Regions from separate parts of the Mus musculus genome. Here region 1 is linked to region 2. The links are chromatin contacts, called in public Hi-C maps. All regions are on one chromosome and are shown on one strand. Each heading gives the region's core, a stretch centred on a gene start, on an enhancer-like site or on the middle of the called end of the contact. The rest is flanking DNA. Distances are from core to core; before and after follow the strand shown.

Region 1 (6,000 bases), core at 700-3,199, 140 kb before region 2:
GCTAGCCCAGCATGCATGAAGCCCTGGGTTTAATCCAGCACCAGGTGTAGTAATGTAAATCTATAATCCCAGTCCTCTGGAAGATCAGGAGTTCACCTGTAACCACATAGTAACTTTAAACATAGTCTTGGTTATATAATGAAAAAATCTAAATATAGCTTAAAAATCTTAATACAGTAGTTAAAGAGCAAGTAAGTAGGTCTCCCTATTGCCAGGACTTCTTGTATTATGTTAATAACGTCTACAATTCCTATTCCACCTTGCAGAACCAGGTCAGTGGGTCACTAAAAGAAATAGCTGAGCAGATCAGGTAGTCAGGGCTCCTACTACAGCAGAGATGAAGCAGGTGACGGGCGGCCTGGGTTTCTTTTCTTTCCTGCTGTTGTGTGGGTAGCAGGAAGATGGCCGCAGATACAGAGTGCATTCTGAGTGTCTGTCTGTCTGTCTACTGTGCTGCCAGGTTTAACTCCAGGGTGTCTTCGCAATTGTTGCTATTCTCTCTGGTCACTATTTTTCCACCCATGTCACTCTCAGAAGTGTTTCAGTGACCAGCATTCAATTAGTGATATAAATTAAGTAAGCTTTCTGTGTGTATCTCTGGGATGGAATTTCTCTGATGAGCTGAGTCGGTCTGCCCTGCCCAAGTTGTTCCAAGACAGTAACTCTTCATACACTTTGTTTGATGATATTTAAAACAAACGTGGAGATAGAAGTTGCCTTGGGTAGGTCAGAAAAGGTAAATTGCTTCAGAGAGACTTGACAGTTGTCTGACTACTGATAATCAAGCACTAGGGGATGTCCGAGGAAGGAGCTGTTCTTCCTAAAACTTGGGTACCCCAAGCTATAGAATGTAAGTTATTGAGGTGTCTATAAACATGTTAGAATGAACACTTCTAGAGACATCTGGATAAAAGCCCATATCTGCGAAAGATCCCTGTGCTCTACCCATTGTTAATTCAGCCTGGACACAGAGGCACTAATGGGTAGGGGGCATCCTGCAGTAATGAGTAAGGGGCATCCTACACTAGTGGGTAGGGGGCATCCTGCACTAATGAGTAGGGGGGCATCCTATACTAATGGGTAGGGGGGCATCCTGTACTAATGGGTAAGGAGCATCCTGCACTAGTGGGTAGGGGGCATCCTGCACTAATGGGTAGGGGGCATCCTGCACTAATGGGTAGAGGGCATCCCGCCACCACCTACATTGTCCATCCCTTCAGTTAGGAACCCTGAAGTTGTAAGTATTTCATTGTGCTGCCACAGGTATTCACTAGTGAGGAAGTTTGCTACCCATTGATCTCACTGTAGCAACCTCTTGATACAATGAAGATTTTCTGTGGTATCCTTTATGAATGCCGTTTTACGCAGATGTCCCTGTGGGAAGGAATTCTGACTTTCAGAATCTCATTAAGGATGAGATGAGTAGTATTTTTGTTTGGATGAATTAAATAGAATCGGAGAATTCTTACTCTGGATTCCTTAGACACTATCAATCCATATATATTAGTTTTTTTAAAAGTAATATAAATATCAATAAGATAGTAATTATATGTTATAATAATAAAATATTAAATAAATAATAAAATATATATTAGATTCATCTCGCTGTCTTATTACATCTTCACATTGTAAAATAGAATTTCCCAGGCGCCTTGACCTCAGCAGATACTGTGTGGCTTTATGAATGTAATAATACAGTTATTCAGCATGAGGGGAGCCCACGGGAAATGTTGCAATAATCTAGTTCTGTCAGAAAACCACCTGTGGGCGTGGTCTCGGCTCCTTTCATTTATTGGGCTTTTGCAAAGGGTCTGGATGTTTTTTTTTCAAAGTGCTTTAACAGGATATCCCAGTTAAAGTTTTGACAGACTGTTTATAGCTCACGTCTGCCCAGCGGCAATGAAAGATGCATTACAGGATAAGCAAGGTGACTCTCCTGGCCGCCACAGGAGGATGTAGGGTAGGATTCTATTAACATTTAAATGAATTCAGACAGGCTGACATCTACAGAACACTGGGTTTAGAAGCAGCAAGAATTCACATGCAGAAGCTGCTGCGCCTAACTGCTCTCTTAAAGTAAACAGAAATGCAGGAGTTGAAAACAGAAACACACAGAAATTGAGGTGACAGCATTCAAAAATAGCCCTTAACAGAAAGACACCTAATCCTGGTTTGTCACAGCTATCATGTTCTTGAGAAGTTGCTGTGGGGTCCCCAGTTCAAGATCCTAAGGAAAAAGGAAGCTGACCTTGACAGTCTTTTTTTCTCTTCTCTTCTTCTCTTCTCTTCTCTTCTCTTCTCTTCTCTCCTCTCCTCTCCTCTCCTCTCCTCTCCTCTCCTCTCCTCTCCTCTCCTCTCCTCTCCTCTCCTCTCCTCTCCTCTCCTCTCCTCTCCTCCTTTTCTTTCCTTTCTCTTCTTTTCCTCTTCTCTTCTTTCCTTCTCTCCCCCTCCCTCCCTCCCTCCCTCCCTCTCTCCCTCCCTCTTTCTGTGTATGTGTTTGGGAGAAGCACACAGATGGTATGTTGCAGACAGAGGACAACCTTGGATAGTGTTCCTCAGAGTCTGTCCATCCCACCCTACCATCTCTTTTGAGACACTCCCTGAAACTCATCAAATACCTAAGTAGGCTAGGCTGGCTGGCTAGTGAGCCCTAGGGATCCACCTGCCCCTGCCTTCTTAGTGCTAGGATTCCAAGTGCACACTACCGTGCCAATCCCACCCCCCTTTTAAAAAACACAGTTTCTGGAAATCCAGCCCAGGTTCTTCCTCACTGAAGAGTAAACCCTTTACTCCCCGGGCCATCCCCCTCGCTTGAACCATAGTGCCCGCCTACCTGACCTTGCTCTCCATTCTCGCCATTGGTATGTGTTCTGTTCAGCTTATTACATTCTCTGTGATGTACCTACTGTGTGCCCTCCTAGCTCCCAAAGCTGCTTAGCTCATGCGAGCTGCCTTTCTGCCCACAATGATTCCACACACGCTAGCTTACTGCACCCTATCGTGTGCACACCAAGAACTGCGTGTTCTGACCTCTCCCTAGCCCTAGGCTCTGAGGCTCTGACCTAGCGCTAGGCTCCGGCTTAGCACACGTGCTGAGGAGTCTGGGTATTTTCATTATTGTGAATTTGATCTTTAGACATTCTCTTTTGTAGGAGAACCTGATTATTTGAAAAGTCCCCACAAAGTACTCATGAGAACTATATAGTACATTCTTTATATATTGATTCTATCTTAAATATCTAGTCCTGGAGGAAAGACAAAATATCACTCCAGGGATGATCAACCTGGAGATTTATCAAAGTCACAATTCTTTTCAAATTGATAAGTTGATATGATTCTCTGAACAGGCATGGACAGTTAAGAGTCATCTAACATACCATACAGCAAAGGACGGCTCAGTGTGTGGCCATCAGCAGGAGCAAACATAACTTATATTGTGGTGGAAGCTTAAGAAACTTAATTTGCATACAGGAATTTTATTCTGTATTAAATCAGGCCAAGTAGAAAATTTCTTTTTTTTAGTAGGAAAAGCTCTTAGAAAAAAATAGAAATAAGCCTTTTTTGTTTCAATATGTTTTTTCCTTCATTCTTCCTCCTCCATTCTTTTGAAGATACATGTTTTTGGTAATACACATACATATATATATATGTGTGTGTGTGTGTGTGTGTGTATGTATATATATATATATATACATATATGTGTATATATATGGTGTAATTTTAAATCTACATGCACAGTATCATTAGGTTAAGTTATACAGTAGCCTCCTCACTTAGTCAGTGTTTCTAAGCACTACATATGCTTCTCTGTAGAGGATACACCATTTGATTTGTTGTCTCGTTTTTTGTTTGGTTTGGTTTGGTTTTTTTGAGACAGGGTTTCTCTGTGCAGCCCTGGCTGTCCTGGAACTCACTCTGAAGACCAGGCTGGCCTCGAACTCAGAAATCCGCCTGCCTCTGCCTCCCGAGGGCTGGGATTAAAGGCGTGCACCACTACTGCCCGGCTCTGATTTGTTGTCTCTTAACTGCTCATTATTATATGTCATATTTTGCTGCAAGGATTACAGGCCCTAACTCAGTAATTAAATTGTATTAGTTTAGGTGATATAGTGTGTCTGTTTGATTTCTGTGCTGCACTGGAAAACCTTCGCTCCTGCAAGTTAGCAGGCAGTAACACTCAAGCAGAGGCGCTGGGCGGACTGAAACCCTGCGCAGAGCCATGTGTGTTCGGTCTGTGCATTTGGATCCAGGGAAATACTCATTTTACAGCACTTCTCAGTCTTCCTAATCTGCAACCGTTTAATACTACTACTGTTTTGAATTGTAAAGTATGAATCTGTGTTTTCCCATAGTCTTAGGTGACTCCCTCAACCCTCCCCCACACCCTCAAAGGAGTTGCAATCCACAAGTTGAGAACAGCTGGTTTAGAACCATTTCAAAGGATGTTGTAACTAAGCTTATTGTTAGGAAAAATATCAAATGTGACTTTGTGTCAGAAGTCAACCTGGGATGGCTGCCATCTTGGTTGCAGCCTGTCTGTGACATGCTGTCCCTTGGAATGCTGTAGGACGATTCAGTGGCTATGGAGTATGTCAAGCTGCACCTGATTGTTTCGAGCACACTTGTGCACTTGGCTGTGACTGAGAGGCAGCCAGGCAAGCTAAGAGGCTGTGACTCAGGGAAGTCAGAACACAGTGCGCTGCAAACTGAAAGTCACTGGAACTTTAGTGTAGTCACTGAGGGGGGTGGCGGGGAGATCAGGACCTCAGCACCATGCCCAGCAGTGTTCCTTCAAGGTTGCCATAGTTACTCACCAACAAGCATGCCTCTTCTCACTCCACCCCCACCCCCACCCCCATGGTTCTGTCTGTACTGGAAGGTCCTGGTGATAAACCCCTGAATTTCCTATGCACATCCCTGCTACGTTCCTCATAAGAGGTCTTAGAGGTATGGGCTGCTGAATCCCACCTCATTCAGATTACTGTCCCCTCGTTCCTTAGTGATCTAGTCTTGAGTGTGTTGCTCATGTGCTGTCTTCTATGTTAACTTCCTGCTGTGTGACCTATGTGGGGTGCTACAGAGGTGGCCACACCATGGGTGTTCTGTGTGAGAGTTTAAGTGTGACAGGATCACAGCAGTGCAGTGTAAGGGCCGTTCCATGATGCCTTGCAACCACTACATCCTTTGTTTCTCCATAGTCTTTCTCACCAACACTGTTCAAACCGAAACTCCCCACCCTCACTATCCTTTCCCTCCGGCCGTTCTTAAACAGCGTTCTCAGCGTCCTGTGTCCTGTTCTCTTGCATGTGGCACTGCAAACCGCCACGCGCCGGGGTTTTTTTTTTGCAGGGTATAAAAGCACATGTGTGTTTTATCTCTCAAAAGACGCTTGAGGTTCTGGAGAGCAAAAGCTTCAATGTTGGAGACAAAGCTATGTAGCCCATGTTGGCCTTCAATTCACTAAGTCTCAACATTCCCTTCCTAGTGTTCTTGCTTTTTGTTCTTTAAAAAATAATTTATTTATCTACTTTATGTGCATTGGTGTTTTGCTTGCATGTATTTTCTGTGTGAAGGTGTCAGATCTCCTGGAACTGGAGTTACAGACAGTTTTGAGTTGCCATGTGGGTGCTGGGAATTGAACATGGGTCCTCTGGAAGAGCAGCCAATCAGCGCTCTTAAGCACTGAGCCATCTCTCCAGTCCTACTTCTCTACTTTAGAACCACTGTTGTATTTGTGCTATGAACGCTGTAAACCATCCTGAGAATTAAGTGGGACATAAACTGTACATATTCCAGTTTGAGTAGACATGGAGAAACAGCAGGAACCAGGAGATACAGTGGGCAGAACACCGTTCAAGCTATTGTGTGTACACCATAGCCTCACTTGGGCAAGTTCTCTCTAAACCTCACCCCTTCATTTACCTGTCCAGCTACGGTGTGTCTGAACCTTTCCTCGTGGTGTGTCTGCATTATGTACATGTGACTGTGTGCATAAGACCC
Region 2 (6,766 bases), core at 3,317-5,816:
ATTTTAAAACTCTTTTCTCTGTCACTAAATATTTACAATGTTTTGTCTTTCTATGTTGTAGATGTTGTATGAAAAAGTACTTTTTATAGTCTGCTTTGTTTCTTAACATAATTCTTGGTTTTGATTAAATACTCAGAGAACAGGCTTAAATGGTGTTGATTTTAACAATGGTGGTAACCAGTGGTGACCAGTGGTAACCAGTGGCAACCAGTGCATCTTCACTGCTCTTTATTAGTCATAAGATGTGCAAATAATTCTCTCACTTGATTGGATAAAGGGATCTGAAAGAAATTAACCCAAAGGAGGAAATACATCGTTATTATTTAAAAACTATTTCCTAAATTACACAATATTGAAATGGATGGCTTTCTAAAAATGACACAAGAAGAAGAAAATTAAAGCTGGAACTGATAGACAAGCCATTGTATTCTGTGTTCTCTTACAAACAGAAACATGAGGTGACGTGATGTGTGATGTGTGTATGTGTTTCAGAGAAACATCTGTTATATTTCATAAACTATTATAGGAATATATAAAGAAAAGTCAAGAATTACCAACATTTTTTTATGAAAAAAAAAAAAAGGATCAATTTTGTTTCAGGAACATTTAGATCTTTACTTAAACAAATGAAGCCCTGCAATGCTGTAAATTAAAAAGCAAATGACAGGCAATGAGTTTTCATATTTCTGGATAAAAATATAATAAAAGGAGCCAAATTTACTTTCTTGGTCAAAAATCACCAAATAATGAACGAAATACAGAAAAGGGGGAAAAGGGAACAGATGCTTTTGCAAGAAAAAGGAGGCATCTAGGGATAAAACTGAAGGTGGCAGTGATCCCCAAGTACAGCGGTGTCTCTGTAAAAATAACTGAATGAACTAAAAACAAGCAAGCAAACAAACAAGCAGAAAAAATACCTCATAAGCCACTAGAACTAGGAACTGACTTCAGTTAGGTTACGGACCATGAAAGGAATATACAAAAATTAACTGGATGGCTATAGAGTTAGCTGTCTGTATCAGTGGTACAGAGACCACCAGTACAGAGAACCCAGTACATATACAGACAAGGAATAAGAAAACTGTGAAGAACACACATTTCATTAAATGGTACTGGAACGGCTGGACATTCAGATGAACTCTGATCCATCCTTCACACCCTGTGGTGAGATGGCAATATAAAACAGAGTTTTCAAAGTTCTGGGATGAAACCCAGGCAAACAATCCTGTGAGCATGGAGGAAGCAAACGTTTCTTAGATACAAAACTAAAATCTAGGACATAACAAGCTGATAGTTTGTACTTCAAAAATGTAATGTTCTATTCTTCAAAATGTTAAAATAATTAGTAGACATGCGAACACTGGGAGGAACATCTGTAACTCACACGCCTGAGCACAATGCGTGTACAACTCGGACATCAAAACAAAGAAAAGCAGCCAACAATGACCACGATAATGACAAGCCAAAAATATGGTCCAATTGTAAATGGTTCTGAAGAAGCTCCAAAGATGGTGGACAGGTGCCTAAGAAAGCACTCAGCATCACCGGTCAGCAGGGATGAACAAATCAGACCCAGGGCAAAGTAGCAAGTCTGTCTGTTAGAGTGGCTAAAACAAAAAGTCTTGCCATGTCAGACTTGCCAAAGATACGAAGAAGTTGGAACACTTGAGGGGAAAGGCTACTTTTGTTGTTTTGTGAGACAGTCTCTGTGAGTGTACACTGGCTTCAAACTTACCATCCTCCTCCCTCGGTCACCTACGTAGGAAGATTACAGGTGTACTACCATGCCTAACTTGGCTTAAGAAAATTCATAGGCAATATGTTCCTGACCTTTCAATTATAGGAATTTACATAAGGGAAATGAAATCATCTTCAGAAATAAAAACTTCCAGCAGCATTCTGTAGTGGCATAAACTAGATATCCATCAATAGACAACTGATACACAAACTGGAAACCTCTCCAATGGAGCAACAGTAGGCAGGTAAAAAGATGAACTGTTGGTAGGTGCTAAAACATAAATGACACCAAAATAACTAAAAATTATCAAAATTAGTCATGAAAAATAAAGCCATAAAAGAATTCATGGTGCATGCAGCATATTTGAGTGTAGACAATTGTAGAACATGGACACTAATTTATAGTGCTTTCAAGGGTGAAAAGAGGAGGGTGCAATTAAAATGGGGCCACGGTGGGAGTGTTCACTGCTGGGGCTGAGGTGGTGCTCTTGCAAGTAGGTAAGTTATCAAAGCATATATTTAAAATTCATAGTTTATTATATGTAAATGACCCCAAGAAAGCTGTGTACACAAACACACAAAGCAGATGACAAGGGTGACAGAAGAGGCAAACAGGACCCACAAAATTCACTTAGAAGATCAAAGCAGCAGGAAACCCAGAGATACTCTAGAAAAGTCACCAAGGAACCAACCATGTAGCTGATAGCAAACAAGGAAGAAAACAGTAGTAAAAATGCAAATAAAAACTCGATGCTGTTTTTACTGTCTGACTGACAGGTGTACTCCAAGACAGGTTTTCCTAATGAACAAAATGAGTAAGATAGGTATGTACTTAATCATATACAACAGTTGTCCTATACTATTTAAATAAATTATCTGTGTGTGTGTGTGTGTGTGTGTGTGTGTGTGTGTGTGTGTGTGTGTGTGTGTGAGAGAGAGAGAGAGAGAGAGAGAGAGAGAGAGAGAGAGGCAGCCTTGCTGTCCTGGAAACTTCCTATATAGGACAGAGAGGCCTCAAAGTCACAGAGATCTGCCCTCCTCTTGGATGCTGGGCTTAAAGGCACAAGACACCACACCAAGGTCTAAAATATTTAATGGGCATAAAACATTGGACTTTTAAAAGTAATCATTTATGTGATAATACCACCTGTAAAAATTATAGGCCTTTGATATTCATACACAACTTCATCTATGTCAACAGAAGAGCCAGCCAATACCCAGCATTCTCTGCAGACTATGTTGGCCATGTCCAGAGGACAGACAGAGCCCTGAGAGAAGGCCAAGGACTACCCCAACTGTCACTGACAGGCATTTCTCTGTAGCAATTATCTATTTCAGCGCAAAAGTCATCACTCCCTATAGGTTTGTGTGTGTGTGTGTGTGTGTGTGTGTGAATTTGACTCTAATGTTCTTGTATTTAATTTAGTCATATTTCTAGAGTGATAAGAATATTTACTTCTCCTTTAATTATTCAAAGATAGCTTTAGAAAATAAGCAAGTGTAAAGCTGTAGAAAACCACCTAAAGAAAAGTGTCCCATGGGCTGGAATCGGGACGGTCTACCTCTACGGGGTGGGTGGGTTTCAGGCCGAGAAGTCAACAGAAAAACATGTTCCATGATTTCTGTAGTCTTCACATTGAAATTGTGCTACCAGCCTTTAGCTGCTTTCTTGCTGCAGGTAAAGCTGCATCTACAAACAGTCTGGCATGCTAATTTCCCAGATTTTCTGAGCTTTGTATTTGCAAACTACAGTTTCCTCTAACCGAGTGAATGAGCAGTCAAGGACAGTCAAGAACACATGTACTGGTGTCAGTAACAAGCTAACAGGCCTTAACTATCTTTTCTCTTACAGTTTTGATTCAACTGGATTTTTAAAATATTACAATACATTAAATATGTATTATGTTTTCTCTTTCAAAGAATTCCTAACTGGTAAAAACAGAAAAAGGCAGTGACAAAGTATGTTTCAAAATATTAAGATATATTTTACAATGTATTGTGAATTATAATTGTGAATTAAAATATTCTAAGTGGAGTAAAAAACAGAACTGCAAACTCTGGTGTTTGTTTCTATGGTGCCCTGTTAACATTTTATACAAACTCTTGGACTCCAAGCAGCCAAATCAGCACCCTCCTATGCTGTTAGCACCTCTAGTTCTATGAGGAGTTGCGCATTTACAGTCTGCAGACATAGTCACAAAGTGTACTAGACTACACTCCAAACAGAAACTGCTGGGAAGTTCTTCAGCTCCCCCACCCCCACCAGGAGATCTGCTTAAGACATATGCCTTTCTCACTGTAAAACAGTTGGTGATAGATGATTTTGGATTATCCTTCAAGCTGTATGCTTGTAACTATCTGCAGGTTACCACGTTACTTTTAGGTTCTGGTTAGAGACCATGCTGTAATTAGACAGCCCTATTTCTGCATTGTATCATTTTTCTTCTTTATACCAATGTACTTTGTATGTTTAAAACTTAGGTCTGATCTAACCTGCTATGTTAAAGCTCACAATTTTAATATTCTTATCCATACCCTTTCATCTCTTTCTGAGACATCCTTACATGCATGCATTATAGCAGGCTTGGAAAATACAGAGACTCCTTTTTGGGGTTCCGACTTCTTGGAGCTGAGCCAGTTACTGCAGGGAGCTAAGCTGCATGGCAGAGGAATGCACAGGGGTCACGAACCTGCAGGTGGCAACTGTATTTGTTTGATTGTTTTGAAGCCTATCCTTACAAGCTGTCTGCAAATCCCCTGCAGGAGGTACTATTCCCTTCCTGCTGTCTTCCTAGCCACATGGCACTCTTCAGCTGACAGTGTGTGGCATGCATTGCTACAGGAAAACCACTAGAACTCCCTGCTACAGCCTGGCTCATGGACTCTATTCATATCTAGCCCTCACATCTTGCTTTATGGTTTCAGTTATCATTACATAAAATATGGAGGTATAATAAATAAAGCATGTATAATTTTTATTTCACAGCTTAAAAAGCAGACGCATATAAAATTGGAAACTATGTGTTGAGGGTTGGGCAGATTGACAGTGTTTGTCAAGAGGCTCAGTCCCTCTGCAGATGCTCCTGCCATGCTGTTGTCTGCTTTGGGCTGTATCATTCCTTTAGAAGGCACACCTGTAAGCATACAAAGGCCCTGCTGTTTACACTCAAGGCCATCATGTACATGAAAATTTTCATATTTCCTTAGTCACTTAATGGTCTGGGCTTTGAAAGTCAAGAATCCATTATGTGAGAAACAGTAAATATTTCAGAATACAGGAAAGCAGTTTTGTCAGGCCTTCATCATCATGGTAGCTTTAATTTATAATTTCTTATAATAGGGTAAAAATCAATATTTAAAACTCCATCCTACAATCAGTACTACCTGTTATGGTGTGTTGGACTGTGAAAGGCAGTCTGTGTTCTGGTTGAGCGAAGCTTACTCCGGAGACCCAGTAGTAATTCTACAAGGGACGGAATAGTGAGCCACATTCCCAGACACAGGCACCTGACAACATGAGTCCTCAACTCCATAATCCTGTGACTATTGTCACACAGGCAATGTCCCAAGCTCCAGGTATTCTGGCTACAGTCAGGTAAGCTCCTCCCCCAGTTACCTAGCCACAGCAAGGTAGTACAGCACACTATAAAGGGGGCTGCTTGGCCCTTCCTCTCTCTTGCTTCTCTTGCTTTCTCTCTAGCCCTCTTGTTCCTTCTCTCCCCCTCCCTTCTCCCCTCTCTCCACGTGGCCATGGCCTGCCTCTACTTCTCTACCTGAAGCCATAGACTGCCTCCTTTCATCTAGACTCGCAGTGCTGGAGCGATGGAATAAGGCCTTCCCCTAAGAGCCTCCTCTAATCTCCCTCAAGAAGGCCTTTTAGCGTTTCCAGCTGCCAGGCTGGACCAAAGACCGTCACATGCGTGGGAACTACCCAGTGCCTTCTACCCCTGCCCCTTCTCCCTTTGGCCTCAGGGCAGAATGAGCTGCCCGCAGTGCCCCCACCCATTCTCAGCTCTTCTGTAGTATCCAGCGATGTCCTGCGATGCCCCGGAGCTAGAACCTGTCGACCCTGGCTTCCTTGAGGCCCAGGGACCCCGGACTGCTCCCTCTCCATCCCCGCAGACTGGGGTTCCGTGGCTTCCCACAGCCAAACGCCCACCCGGGCAGCATGGAGAGTGCACGGCAGTTCCCCCGGTTCCCCGCATCTGTCCGCCTAGAGCCCCGGAGCTCTGGTGGGACGTGGGTCATTTCTCCCATCCCCTTTATTTCCCCACGACTGGCGCCCGACAATGGTGTAATTTTCTGAAAGGATGAAAATTATAATATCTGAATTGGACTTTTAATCACATATGGAAGACATTAAATGATACATACGCTGTGGGTATTAAATTTATATCACCTAGGTATTATCCTGTGAAGACATTAGTCAGGCAGCCTGAAGTCAAATGGTAGTTTTACCCACAACTCTGTGACCTTAGGAGAGTTACTTCATTCTGTGGTGCCTTGGTTTCATCATCCATTAATAGTGACAATAATGAGATTTTTTCTCAAGTATTTGGGAAGTATTCTATAAGAAAGTACTTGATCTTAGCTATGACTGCCACTGTTCTCAATAATCCCAAATTCACTAGTGGTGCCATCTTATATTTTCATAAAATTCAAGAAATAACTCTTGGGCTGGTGAGATGACTCAGCAGGTAAGAGTACTGACTGCTCTTCTGAAGGGCCTGAGTTCAAATTCGAGCAACCACATGGTGGCTCACAACCACTTGTAATGAGATCTAACGCCCTCTTCTGGGGTGTCTGAAGACAGCTATAGTGTACTTATGGATAATAATAAATCTTTTAAAAAAGAAAAAAGAAATAACTCTATTCTGTAAGAAGTTTAATTCTTAATGCAAACACACACTGCCAAAGTCTATGCTAAACACAGTGCCTTATAAACACTATAGGCAATTAGCAACTTGAGAGATGGGGTCTCTAGCCTTGGAAGCTCTGTGTACCCAAGGATGACCTAGAAGTCATGACC

What was found. Hi-C and Micro-C count contacts between places; a contact is called where the count stands out from the background.
Region 1: a contact with region 2 is called in a Hi-C map of the G1E-ER4 cell line, with 3 times the contacts expected there. The contact joins two enhancer-like sites. A contact is called at or near these places in 3 of 15 datasets of contacts at CTCF or cohesin (CD8 T cells, large pre-B cells and pro-B cells), 22 of 484 Hi-C or Micro-C datasets (the 63-12 cell line, the Ba/F3 cell line, the C10 cell line and 18 more), 8 of 115 datasets of contacts at active chromatin or transcription factors (DN3 thymocytes, the HPC-7 cell line, T-cell acute lymphoblastic leukemia and 5 more) and 3 of 9 other capture datasets (adipose tissue, liver and pancreatic islet).

What each region holds. Positions count from the first base shown.
Region 1 is chr10:21,127,055-21,133,054 of GRCm38.p6, reverse strand. All of the region lies in intron 15 of Myb (myeloblastosis oncogene), which reads left to right. Among named protein-coding and RNA genes, the nearest start is that of Myb, 31 kb to the left of the region's middle. Within about 2 kb of position 1,949, at least 12 of the 459 cell types and tissues checked have an H3K27ac peak or open chromatin away from gene starts, as enhancers often do. A contact at or near this core is called in the G1E-ER4 cell line, where this site is marked.
Region 2 is chr10:20,993,256-21,000,021 of GRCm38.p6, reverse strand. The region is part of intron 15 of Ahi1 (Abelson helper integration site 1); the gene reads right to left. Among named protein-coding and RNA genes, the nearest start is that of Ahi1, 44 kb to the right of the region's middle. Within about 2 kb of position 4,566, at least 24 of the 459 cell types and tissues checked have an H3K27ac peak or open chromatin away from gene starts, as enhancers often do. A contact at or near this core is called in the G1E-ER4 cell line, where this site is marked.